Regions from separate parts of the Danio rerio genome. Here region 1 is linked to region 2. Evidence: chromatin contacts called from public HiChIP or PLAC-seq data. All regions are on one chromosome and are shown on one strand. Each heading gives the region's core, a stretch centred on a gene start, on an enhancer-like site or on the middle of the called end of the contact. The rest is flanking DNA. Distances are from core to core; before and after follow the strand shown.

What was found. HiChIP or PLAC-seq counts read pairs in DNA pulled down with a chosen protein or histone mark.
Region 1: a contact with region 2 is called in an H3K4me3 HiChIP or PLAC-seq map of gastrula embryo, with 3 times the contacts expected there. The contact joins the promoter of homeza here to the promoter of chd8 in region 2. A contact is called at or near these places in 1 of 18 Hi-C or Micro-C datasets (hematopoietic stem cells) and 1 of 4 datasets of contacts at active chromatin or transcription factors (gastrula embryo).

Annotation. Positions count from the first base shown.
Region 1 is chr2:41,293,664-41,300,271 of GRCz12tu, reverse strand. It overlaps homeza (homeobox and leucine zipper encoding a), which reads right to left and starts at 4,877. Exons shown (of 2, transcript NM_001007120.2): 1 at 4,705-4,877; 2 at 1-2,554. The coding sequence starts at 2,525. The coding sequence ends at 573. It overlaps si:ch211-14a17.10, which reads left to right and starts at 4,969. Exons shown (of 46, transcript XM_021471259.3): 1 at 4,969-5,026. dhrs1 (dehydrogenase/reductase (SDR family) member 1) reads right to left here. Exons shown (of 9, transcript NM_001002205.1): 9 at 6,504-6,608.
Region 2 is chr2:41,136,048-41,143,210 of GRCz12tu, reverse strand. It overlaps chd8 (chromodomain helicase DNA binding protein 8), which reads left to right and starts at 1,692. Exons shown (of 39, transcript NM_001347671.1): 1 at 1,692-1,767; 2 at 2,447-2,622; 3 at 3,402-4,438; 4 at 4,846-5,118; 5 at 5,202-5,318; 6 at 5,888-6,366; 7 at 6,456-6,567; 8 at 6,718-6,921; 9 at 7,094-7,162. The coding sequence starts at 3,497.

The DNA.
Region 1 (6,608 bases), core at 3,628-6,127, 150 kb before region 2:
GGTTTTACATATCCTAAATTAAGGTTAATTATTTTGAGAGATTATCAATATACAGTGCCATATGAATCTTCTAAGATTTAAAAAAAAAAAATTGACAAAAACAATCTTGCATTGCTACTGGTCCAAACAACTACACTACAGTACCTAATAGATAACCAAGCCAAAGTTACTGAAAAAAAAAAGAAAAAAGTCCGAGGATAACATCAGTTCTAAGCAGCAGCAGTTAAGGCTCTAAACAATAATACCATTAACACAATGAAAGGAATTAGAGGAACAGCCAGTGTAAATATGACTCCAACAGATTCACAATACTTAGTAATTAATGTGGTTGAACAGTTTACAACGACCAAAAGTACATTTTGAATTATCAATATCGTTGGTTGAACAAGTTAACAAAAGTAACAAAATATTTAATAGGTATTAAAGAAAATACTTCACATGCTAGTTTTTTAACAAAAAACAGTATTGTATGAAGATAATTTATACTGTGTCTTCAAAACAACCTTGCCTGATTACAGGACCCACAGCAGATTAACAGACATGAGCACAAAGAGTTTTATCTTTTATATTAATCAATCAGCAACAGTGAGCTCTGTGTCCAGTGTTGTACTGTCTTTAGATGCAAACCAGTCTCGCACCTGTTGGTAACTCATTTTTGACTTTCGGCAGAGATTGTCAAGGTCTTTCTCTTGCAGTGGTCCTGTCTGTCGAAAATATAGCTCTAATGGACTCACATCTACAGAATCTGCAGCAGACTTTTGTGTTTTTGGTGTGCCGTTCCCTTGTGACTTACGTTTCCTGTTGCCTTCACTTCCTGGGGTTCCACTGCCATCGGCAGCTCCACTTTGTAACATTGCTATCTCAGCAAGCACTTGCTCACGTACGTCAGCATGCACCCAACGTACATGGCCATTTTTTACAGCGTAACGAGTGTCCCCAAACCACTGGATAACATCAGCACGAGGCAAAGATGTTAGTTCCACTACCTCTGTGTATTCGCCACTTTTTGGCCATGGGCAGTGCTGGAAGTACTCCTTCAGGATGGTCAGTTGCTCCTTTGTTTTCCTTGGTCGTCCAGCCACTGTTAATACTGAAGAAGGAGACGAGTTGTCTGGGAGGTTTAAGGAGGTATTCAAAGAGTTTGCTTTGCGTGCAGATTTTGATGACCTGGCTGTGTGTTTCTTGGATGGGGTGATGGACGGAGGAGAGGAGGAGGAAGTGGGTGCTGCTGGCTCTGGTGTTGCCACACAACGTCCTTCACTTTCCTGTTCACTTGCAACTTCATCATTGTTCTGCGTCTCACTTTCTTCTGAACATTTCTCCTCATCCACTCTTATTGTTCCTTCTTCAAATGACTCAAGTGTGTTAGACAGGAAAAGCTGGAAAAACTGGGAGGTCTTTGGCCGATTCCTTCGCGATCCTTTAACACAAGTCTTTTCCTTGCCTTTGTTGTCAACATGCTGCGTAGTTTGCTTTTTAGTAGTGAGAGAAAGTGGCTGAGCCTCCTGAGACTGTGGTGACAGGCTGCAGTTGGGATCATCTTTTTCTCCTTGAGTAGCAGGGAGGGACATTTGCAACCCCCTACCCATCCGTAGCTGGTAGCGACTGTCACTAAACCATTTTCGAATCTCATTACGAGTTAGGCTTGTCTCATCTTGTAAGCGCTGAAGCTCAGTCTCATCAGGCCAGTTCTCCTGTAGAAAACTCTTACGCAGAGCAGTTAACTGGGCTTTGGACTTTTTGTAGCGGCTATGCCGTGGCTGCTCAGATACAACTGGAGACTCTGTAGCTGTAGGGGGGGTAGCTGCTTGAGACGTCTCTGGTATTTCTACTGGTTGTCGGTAGTAGTATGAATCCTGAGGTGGAGGGAGGGATGAACGGAAACGTGAGGGAGCAGGAGAGAGCTTTGCTGGTTCTGTACTTTCAGTTTTAGGTCTTTTGCGAGGCATTTGTGGACTTTGTGCTAGATCTTCTACCTCTGTAAAATCCTTACTATCATTTTTCCTCTTAGTACTGCTCTCTTTATGTTCAGTCTCAGTTTTTTGCTCTGGCCTGGCCAGCTTGAGCCGTGTCTCTTCAATGTCCTCTGAAGCCCAGCTGATTCCATACTTGATGCGTTGCACCATGAACCACACTTTGACTTTATCTAATGGAAGAGTGCACACACGTGCAAGAGTGCTGACCTCTTGAGATGTTGGGTAGGGAAAGATGTTAAAGGCCTGAACAAGTTCAGGAATGCTATCCAGCTCACGTGTTTGATCAGACTGTGTCCACACTAGCTTCAGTCCTTCAGACACCAAAGGAAGACATACTACAGAGTTATTGTTAGTGCTAAAGCTTGCTGCGGTGGTGCCATTGCTCTCTCTTGGTCTGTGATTGGAGGCACTTGCATGTTCTTTTCTATCGGAATTGTGTTGGTATGGTGATTTTTGCTGCTTTGAGCTGGTGAAGGTTCCATCTTGCCTTTTTACTGCCACCCCTCTTGGAGAGATAATTTTCAGGTCATGGACACTGTGCGTCGCCATCAGAGATGTCACACCTCTATTGCCACAGACTGAAAAAATGAAAAAGAAAACACAGACGTTAAAATCAAGCAACTGAAGGATTTTTTCAAAGATGTGTCTTAAAAACTGTGAATGCTAATCAGTTCAGCAAATTAGACAAATGAACAATAAAATAATTTAAGGCCCAAGCTGTGAAAAGTGCATTTGCCCTCATGAGCAGCATCAAAATTATGACATGTACATCATGCCATTAAAAAAAAAAATTGGCTTTTGGACAGTTGTTTTTTGGTAACCGTTAAAATCCTGTTCGTTGTTTGTAAGCCGGATTTGCAAGGGGTGAAGAGGTTGGAATGCTGGGGGTTGGTCGACTGTTGCTGGCTGATGGGTAAACGGGTGGGGTTCCGTCCAGTTTTGACTGGTCGAATCTACAACAGATTTTTTCTGCTCACTTTCAAGATGCCTTAAACATTAGTGCTGGACTTCTGACAATATTGATGCCTATCCGGGAACTCACAATGACTCATGCATGACTTTCAAGGAACGCTGTTCATCAAACTCCCTGAAAGTCATTAAACTGGGACTTTACGGTCAACTCTATAGTCCAGCCATTGACTTTCCTCTCTAAAGTTGAAAGAAGGACAGATGTCACCCCTTCCCCCTGCCCGTTCTCTTCCACACATTAGCCTTTTATTAAAGCCTGTCGTATACTCTACACCAATGCACACCCAACCCCCACTTTGGTGGACTTGGGCAAAAAAAGATGGGGGGCCCTGCCCTTCACAACTCCCTTGCCCCTTTCCAGAGCACGTAATGGTCCACTTCCCCCGTTTGCTTAACTCACTAGAACCATGTAGAGTTCGTTTAACCTTCCAACAGATGGCCAAGAGATAGTAAGCGTCTCAGTTAAAAAAAGGCAACAAAAGTTAGTGCAATTTGTCGAGCTCATTTGTTTGCCAGTTCTGCAGTTTGTCTACAGAACACATTACAATCTTCAATGCAGACGTACATCATCTCATACTGAGCATGTGTTTAACATTACATTTTTTTTGTTATAACTTTAAAATCTAATTGTCATTACATTTCTTGTACTTACTAGAACACCTTAACTCCTTATAGTTATCAATTTGTAAATCAATGACAGTGTCTTGAATTTTAGCTTGTTCAAGCAGCATCCTGTGACTTCAATGAGTCTAAAACGGAGCTGAACTGTGAACCACAGAAACAAACTTTGCCAATAGTCTACGCAAGCATAGTCTTAGGCAATCCTGCTTGGAAAGGCTTTGCCAATATTAGGCAATTTACCACTACAAGCAACGAGTAGGCCAGTCATCTTCAAAACAAGTTAGAGGTGAACTTGACAGGACAAATTCCCGACCGCCTGTGGTGAGCTCATTTATCAGATGATGACTTGGAACAACATGGAATGACTCGACTATGCGTAAAGTCCCTTAAAGATAGGGAAGCTTTGGTCACCATGTTGTTTACTAGTCCTATCATTTATATTTAAGTGTGTAATTAACAAATTATTTATCTTGTGAAAATATTGTGATAATTCTATTATTCATGACTTCTGTTATACAAATGTTTAATCATTCATAATTAATTGTAATTTAATTTCAGACATAAACGTACTTTCATTCCTATACACTCTGAGAAATCCATAAATCCAGTTTTCTCCCTAAAAAACTTGGTTAAAACTAGTTTGAAATTACGTCAGTGCCCGATGTTTGTACGTGGCCTCTGTTATAATCAGCTTATGTGGGGAACTTTTGACGCAGGTCGTAGGATGTGAGATGAGGTCATTACTGTGCGTGTTCATCCAACAAACAGTAAGCAGGTGTAAGAGCCATTATAAGCGAATGAATGAATGATAAACAAGGGGTTAAGCCAAAACAATTCTTATAAACGACCCCTTTTGTGGCGCAGGATCCGCTCACGCTTCAGTAACGCACATAAACAAACTCCCGTTGTCCCACTTTAACCGCACGTTCCCGTTGAATCTCGTTAATTTACACACGTTCCCCATTCAAACAAACGCTTCAAATAACGTAAACACGATGCGAAGCACGACATTATAGTCTGACCCCTCGCGTGGCTTTCAGGACCAAAATAACAAGCTTCGAGAGCATTTAACCCGTCCTGGCTCCTCTTTAAAAACTTCTCGAGTGTAAACTACAGCAGTTCGCGTGAAACAACTCACCGCTTGAATTTCTCTCAGGGTTGTTTGTGGAGACGCCACTTCAGCTGGTCTGTATTCTCCGTTGTCGCTTTTGTTCTGGAAATCCCAAAGTGTTTTTCGCCTGTCCGGTCAGACCGAGGCTAGACGGAGAGGATCAGGAAACTCTCGGACCAGCCCCCTCTTTCTCGTGCAATGACTGTGCCGTGGACGTGCAGGTCCAATCCGGGAAGGAGAGGGATGGGAGGAGGAGCACAGCTGAAACTTGGCCCCGTGAATGCACTTCCCATCTGGGATGTGATTACCATAAGAATTGTGCCACATGATAAGTTTTAGGAGTCTCCAGGTAAGGATGATTGAATATCATTATTCTTTGAATAGAGGTGTAAGAGATAGTTTGACGAGTACCTTTCAGTTCAGGAAAGGTAAAGCATTTATTCCACAAATAAACATCAACAACAACAAAAACGTTAAAACCAAAATAAATAATTGATGTTAAGTTACTCTACCTCAGGCAATACTAAGGTGACTTTTGTCTTTGATTCGATTAAATGGTTAAAGGGACAGTTCACCAAGGAAATAAGAATTTCCTTATAGATTCTAACACTCTAAACTTTTATGAATTTCTTTCCTCTGTTAAACATTTATTCATTCTTTTTTGTTGTTGTTGTTGTTCAGCTTAGTCCCTTTATTAATCTCGGGTTCACACAGCGGAATGAACTGCTAACTTCTCCAGCATATGTTTTATGCAGCAAATGCACTTCCAGCCACAACCCAACACTGGCAAACTCCCATACACTCTTGCATGCACACATACACTACGGCCAATTTAGCTTATTTAATTTACCTATAGCGCATGTCTTTGGACTGTGAGAAAACCAGAGCACCTGGAGGAAACCCACGTGAACATGGGGAGAACATGCAAATTCCACACAGAAATTCCAACTGAGCCAGCCAGGGCTCAAACCTGCAACCTTCTTGCTGTGAGACGATCTATTGTGCTACTCATTGTGCCACTGTGACGCTCTGTTGAACATAAAACAATATATTCTGAAGAATGGTGGAAACTAGCAGCCATTGGCATCCACATGAACAAAATATTTAATAAATACTTTAGATATTGTGCTACAATGGCTACAGCTTTCCATTATTCTTTAAAATATCTTCCTTTGTGCTTTACAGAAGAAATAAACTCAAACAGTTTTGGAATAAGTGGAGGGTGACCAAATGATCATAGGATTTTCATTTTTGGGTTAACTATCCCTTTGATAAGGTTTTTAAATGAAACAAATGAATGATTTATAAAATATCAGTCAACAGCTACCGAAATTGTGAGATTCAAACGTATAGAAGCAAATAAAACTTACACTAATACTGTAGCTACTGATTATTAGATTGAGGACTAGCAAGGTGATTTAATAATTTGAACATTATTTGCAACATTATTACATTTCATTAGCAGCAAATGGTCCTAAGCATTTAATTGAATTTTGTAAACTAAAATGGTTTGTTTACAATGAAGAGGGAACTGCATGTGTTGTTTTGCTCACCCTAATGGTATGCTGTAGTGCTTAAACTAGTGCAGCATATAAATTGCTAAAATCTTCTTTAGTGTTCTACTGAAGAAAAAAGTCACCTACATTCTTAGGAGTGATAAAATTGTATTTGATTTTGGATGACCTACACCTATAACTGTAGATAAAAGTCCTGATTAACTTGATTGCGTTTATTTTGGCTGCATTTTTATATGAGCAACTTCTAACTAAGCGTTTTTTTGTGCTTATGATCAGCTTACAGTCTTTATCCAATTTATTACATGTCTGTTAACCAATGCACATAAAAGATTTATTTGAAACACAAAAAAAAAGACCAATAAAATGTTATGAGTTTATTGCAATAACTTGTTTGGCAAGTACACATTTAGTACT
Region 2 (7,163 bases), core at 443-2,942:
TTTATTTTCCATAAAGCCTGTTTGTTATGATTTCACATAACATAATTTATGTCAACATGTCATTTATCATTCATTTGCCCATCCAGTGCAGTGCAAATTTAGTTATTGCTTCATATATGTATTATTGTGTTATGTAATGCCTATAATATAAATATTTCTGACAAATTTTAGTATAGAGCCAGATCAGTATCAAAAATAAAATTTTTAGAAAATATAATTCATACGTCCACAACACAGTTTACATTTACAAAATCCAATTCGTCAATTTAAAACACGATTCAAAAATACATAAATCATATTTGTAAATGCAAAACACCATTCAAAAGTACACAAATCAAATTCGTAAATTCAAAGCACCATTCAAAAAATACACAAATTATATTCATAAATTGAAAACACAATTCGTAAATACACAAATCAGATTTATTAATTCAAAACACAATTTGTAAATACACAATGCCAATTCGTAAATTCCAAACACCAATTAAAAATTAATTGGTAGGAATTACCTTCCATACTGGAAGGGTATCCACTACATAAAACATGTGCTGGATAGGTTGGCGGTTCATTCTCCTGTGGTGACCCCTGATTAATAGAGGGACTAAGCTGAAAAGAAGACGAATAAATGAAGGAAGAAATGTATTTGTGAATAATTTCCTGTTTTAAAATGTGGAAGTACTGTTTGTTTTATGCATCAGCTGTATTTTGAAGCCATACTTTTTTTATTTAACAGCGAGAACCACAATGGAAACAAGCCCACGGCTTAATTGTGTTTTATCCTGGACAGTTTTTATTTAGTTATTATTATTATTATTTTATTTTTATATAGTTTTGGGATACTTATACAGCTTAACTAAAATCTGTCAAATAAAAATTTAATTCAATTAAAGAAAAAAACAATTCATAAATTCAAAACACGATTCATAATTTACACAAATCCAATTATTTGGTGAAAATGTTTATGATTTTCCACTTGTGAATTTATGAACTGTGTGTTGTATTTATTAATTGTGTTCTGGATTCAAAAATTGGACTTTGTAAATGTGTATTGTACTGCGCATGTATAAACTTCATTTTGTAAATATTATTATTTTTGAGACTGATCTGGCTCCATATTTCAGCAGCATTTTGCTTTTCGCTGGCATTTCATTTATACCTCTATTTACAATGTTTTCTAAATAGCAAAACCAAAAAAATTCTAACAAAACAGCCCCAAAACTGTCGCCTAAATTTATGAAGACATTTGTGTTCATAAACGACCTTTTCATTTAACACAATGCATCAATGTTTCATTTATTATCATCAAGCTTCATTTGGATACATAGCAAAAAAAACTAACAAAAGCTCTGTCAAAAAATTATATTTGCTCAACGTTTAAATGATTCGATATTATTTTTCCCTAAATAGCAATAAAAATAACTGAATCATCGCCATTTAATTCTAAGCAGCGAGCATCTCAAAACCCGGCGATAACAAGTAGGCCGCATTTAGCGCATCCTCAACCTAACTACCTGTACGACCGATACCCATTAATGTCTCCCGCCCTGTAATTCCGCACACCGGATTGATAGACAACTCGTTCCACCAATGAGACGTTTGTCTTTTGACAGCCCCTCTGCCAACCGACCAATCAGCGTACAGCAGATGAGATCGGGGCAGCGCGTTCGACCTAGCGCTGGCAAGAAGTTAGTTCCTGCTCTACGCTGGCCGTTTCCTGTAATCGTACAGTGTTGTGAGACGGAGAAAGCCATGTGTGTCGATGCAAAGGTAAATTTAGCACCCCGAAATTATTGCTGGGAAAGTTAGGGCAGTGGATGGCAGCGTTATTATGGCATATTTTAGTAGAAAATATGACCTAGCCAAGTCGAAACAGCTTTGCGGCCTTGTCCATGTCTGTTCGTAGTCGGGCTATGGTTTTTGTAGCACGTTGCCTTTGGTTTGGTCCGGTTTGTTGATGAGAGAGATTGAAAGAGAGTCCGAACGAGAGACTGAGATGTATTATGAATGATGGAGGCTTACTTATACACTTCAAATCGGCCGTGAGAGAACAACAAGACGATCGAGCACTTATTTAGCATTTATAGCAGTAGGATTCGCCATTGTGAACATTGATGGGGTTTGTCGAGTGTCTGGTTTAGGACTGTTGTTCCACATTGATGGCAAGGCAAGGAAGACAGAACTGCTTTATGTAATGTAAACGTCAAATATACGATTTGTAGATGATTTTGAAAAATAATGATTGGCAGAAAATACATATTTGCTCGTTTTCACTTTTTAAAACAACGTTGCGATGCATGCTAAGTGAGATACAAGTCAGTCAGACATGATGCCATGCGAAGTGATGGCAATGCCATTTAGCAGGATACAGCAACTGTGCCATTTGAATGTTTCAATTTAATACAATTCAATGTTTTTAATCTTTTTCATGGGTTCTTATCTTCTCCAGGGCATCAGTACACACATATATTGATGGATCTCTTAGTGTTCAGTCCAACCAGAGAACCGAAAAGTAACTCCAGAGAGTAGGAGAGGATAGAGGGGAGGAAGAGAGAGAGGCAGAAAGAGGGTGAACTGGTGGACTCTCTCTTTTCCTATTCCTCACTCCCTAATCACTGATTTCAGGTAAGTTTACCTGCTGTACTGGATACTTATTCATATGTAATGGTTAAAGTGTTATAATGTGTATGTAAATATGAGCTTGATGAAGGTGCTTGCAAAATGTATGGGTTTTAAAAATTTTAGTCTTTTCATGTTTCATTGACAAAAACATCTGTCATTCAAAACAAAAAGATTTTATTTGTAAGCATGTTTAAAAGCGGTTTATGTTGTTTTGCAGTTTTCTATTATATTGTTTAACATTTTAATTGTCATGGAAGCTGGCATGAAATTAAAACGCCAACCAACCAGCTGTCTGTCAAATGCTTAAAACTAAATAAAAGTATGTATCTTATAAGTATTCTTACCTGCCATGCGGGAGGGGGGTATCACATTGGGAAGCACTTTCACCTCACAGCAAGAAGGTCGCCGGTTTGATCCCCGTTTTTGTGTGGGTTTTCTCTGGGTGCTCTGGTTTCCCCCAGTCCAAAGACATGCGCTATGGGTGACTTGGAGAGAGAGAGAGAGAGAGAGAGAGAGAGAGAGAGAGTGTGTGAGAGTGAGTGTATGGGTGTTTCCAAGTGATGGGTTGCAGCTGAAAAGTATGTATAAAACATATTCTAGATAAGTTGGCGGTTCAACCCGCTGTGGCAACCCCTGATTAGTTAAGGGACTAAGCTGAAAAGAAAATCAATGTATCATATAAATATATCTATTAAAAAAGTTTTGGGGGTTATTTTGTATATACTGATGCATAAATGTAACAATAATATAATAAATATATTGTTTTATTTTTAATTTGGCAGCACACCTGCAGGATCCTTTCGGACTTGTTGGATGTTTTTGTACCGACACTGGATATCACTCTTTCTTTGCTTTTTTTCACAAACTTTTTGACAAGATGGCAGACCCTATTATGGACCTCTTTGATGACACACCACTGTTCAATTTGGACTCCCTGCCGGAGGATGCGTTCTCCCAGGGTTCCTCAGACCCAGTAGAGGAGGCGCTGAAGTTGGCATTGGGCCAAGTAGACCCTCCTACAGACCCCATACCTGACCCTGGTGTTCCTATTCTGAGTGACGTGGTCACAGATCCAGCTCTAATCCCAACTCCTGTCTCTGTTCCACTGCAAAACCTTCAAACTCAGCAGCTCAGCCAGATCCCCCATGAGGTCTCTGTTGCCTCTGCTCCCATTTCCATTCAGCCCTCCCTCTCGGTGGCCAGTAACAGCAGTGGTGCTGCAACAGTCTTGCTGAGCTCTTCTCTTGGTGTACCTGTGTCAGGGGCTCAAGTCACCCCTCAGCAGCAGACTCAGCAAATCACTGCTGTTACGCAACAGGCAGCGGGACAGCACGCCCCAAAAATTGTCATTCTGAAAGGCCCGCAGGGTCAGACTCAAGTGCTGCAGGGTGTCACAGGAGCCACGGGCTCTCCAGGGAAAGTCACCCTCGCTAGAGTTCTGACAGGGACCCCTCTTAGGCCCGGCATGGCAGTTGTTTCTGGAGGGACGGTATTAAATGCGACATCTCCTGCGCAGGGGCAGGTCAAAGTTGGCACTGGAGTACAAAGGCTGGTTCAAACTGCAAATGGCCCAATGAAACAGGTGTTACTGACCTCAGTGCCCCAGACGCAATCGCAGGTGCAGACACAGCCTGTCCAGGTGCAAATACCTGTGCAGACACAGCTGCAGTCACCATCGCAGCCGCAACAGCTTCAGGCGCAGATCCAGGCTCAGACACAGGTGGCATTACAAACACAAGCCCAAACGCAGACTCCTACTTCTCCGGCAGCAGCAGGCATCCGACCTCAAAGTGTCACACTTTCTGCAGTACCACAGCAGGTCAGATTTTAACTTGAATTATCATCATACAGACTAAAACCTGAATAAACCACTCTAATAAATGATGTAAACAACTTTTAAAACCACTTTAATAAATTATAGGGAAAATCTGATATTTGACATCTGATATCTGACACTTACATTTTTGCTTTAACTATTCAATCTAAGTATTCAATCTAAAGTAAAGTGCAAAAATAAAGGTGCATGAAAAGCTACATAGACATTTTATATTAACAAAAAATAAAAGCACAACAGAATATATAAACAGAACACTTAAGAATAACACCTAATGTCAAATATTGATAAACTGTTAAAGTGTTTCAATGGTAAATGAACACTGTTCGCATTGCTCTATTTAGTTTTTTCCCCCGCTGTCAGAGACCTAAAAGCCCCTCTTTCTTTTTCAGGGGGAAGCAAAGAGGATCACTCTGGTGCTACAGCAGCCCTCACAAGGTGGAGCTGCCCAAGCTGGGACGGTGACAGTAGGGGGAACTGCAGGGTCGGGTCAGCAAGGCCAGCAGCCCAGGCTGGTGTTGGGCTCTCTGCCAGGGAAGTTAGTCCTGCAGGGAGACCAGCTGGCAGCACTCGCCCAAGCCAAGGCAGGTCAAACGGGTGCACAGGCAAAAGTGCTCACTATTCAGCTGCAGGTTCAACAGCAGCCCAACCAACAGGGAGCCAAGGTGAGCGAAAGGACAGGGTTGGGTGTTGGAAGATTGGCTTTTACTTGTATCTCGCTGGTGACTTGAAGCTTTTCTTGCAACAGTTTCAGTTGGTTTCTGGGGCAGCAAATGCTGGTGGCAGTCCACAGGTGGTGCAGATTTCTCAAGGCCAAGGAGGACAAAGACTAGCAGTGCCCCTTAAACTACTGCTGCAGCCACAGGTAGAACATTTTTTCAAATCTCTTTTATAGTTCTGTGAACTTTCTCGGGTGTTTTTAACATCTGAAATAATGCTAATGTTTTCTCTCTTGGAGACTAATACATAAAGTGTAATAAAACCTAATAAATCTTTTATTATCAGTTCAACTGTCAAAATTAAATATTATTTGTAAGCTGTATGATGTAAAAACAAAAATGGATAATTGACAGTCGCTGTAGCACGTCATACATGAGTGCTTTTGTTTATTTACATTTTCAGATTGCATTAGGCAACCTTGATCTTTGCTCTGTTAGAATTTTTAAGAGTGACTTTCATTGATATATTTAGTGTTTTGAAACTACAGGTTTAAAACTTCAATTTATTTACAGCATCAGAAGTAGTTTGAGCAGAAATTAAATTCTTATAAAGCACCTGAACTACAGTGAGCTGTTAATTAGCATACCTTTTACACTGTTAGAGTCAACCATTGTCTTATAGTTACCTAGTGCTCTTTACACACCCTTTCATGCTAACAAGTACAGAGCTATCTATCTGGAATAATGGAATAAAAGTCGTTTCTATTTTCTGCAGTCAAACACTGTTTCCAGCGCTGGTGGAGCTGTCTCTGTGGTTAAAGTTATCAATACCTCAGCTGCTGGCTCGACGTCCGGCACCACCACTACAGCTGCATCTTCCGGGGTACGCTTGGCAAAGATCCAGGAGCCCGTACGGAGAGTGGAAACGCTTTGCAAGCAAGAGAAAGCAAATCGCATTGTTGCTGAGGCCATCGCACGGGCCAAAGCCAGGGGTGAAAGGAACATCCCACGAGTGCTCAACCAGGATGAACTACCTGCCGGACAAACCTCAGCAGACCTAGAGGGCGCAGGAGGGGCTACCGGAGCCAAGAAGAAAGGAGGAGGAGGAGTTGGAGGTGGTGGAGGTGGAAGCAAGAAGAAAAGCCCAAGTGCAGGAGGAGCGAAAATGGTGGTGGGAGGAGATAAGAAATCCAAGGCAAAAACTCCAGTTATACCTGGTGGAGGCAGTAAAAGCAAATCTAAGACTAAGCTCAAGTAAGTTATGATTCCATTCTCCCAGTTTGATGAGAGTTTGACTCACTGATATATGAGTTTGTTTCTTACTCTTGATCTCTTCTCCACAGCACCATCACTCTAGTGGGTAAGAAAAGGAAAAGAAACCCGTCTTCTGATCACTCAGACGTAGATCTCAGCCCACCTGTTTCGCCCCGCACACTGGAGGAAGAAATGTCACAGGTGTTACTTGCTTGCACATTTGCTTATTAGTGACTCACAGGAGCCATTGTAGGTACTGTGTGGCACTGTGTGGCAGAATCTTGTAGGGCAATTGAAGAAAACACAAACCTCATTTATTAACTCTGCTCTTTGATTTTGTCCTTCCAACAGAAGAGACGTTCAAACCGGCAAGTGAAACGGAAGAAGTACACTGAGGATTTGGACATTAAGATCACAGATGATGAAGATGAATTGGATGCAGATGTTGATGTGACCACAACTCCTATGCCCGCAGTAGGGCATGTCCAGCCTTTGGGAGCAGAGCTCCCCCCGGAGCTGGATGGGGATGGTCTTCCAAGCATGCAGTTTTTTGTGGTATGGAAGTACACTAGTCATAGCAATATCAATTGCAATTACAATTTTTCTCCGGTCATAAAATTTCCACTGCTTGCACACATAAACAAATGAATGTGTCAGTATGTGTATAACTTTGGTATGCCTGTCAACCTTTTCCTTATTTGTGTGGGTGTGTGTTTTGTGGTTTCAGGAGAACCCAAGTGAGGAGGATGCTGCTATTGTGGATAAAATATTGTCTATGCGGGTGACCAAAAAGGAGG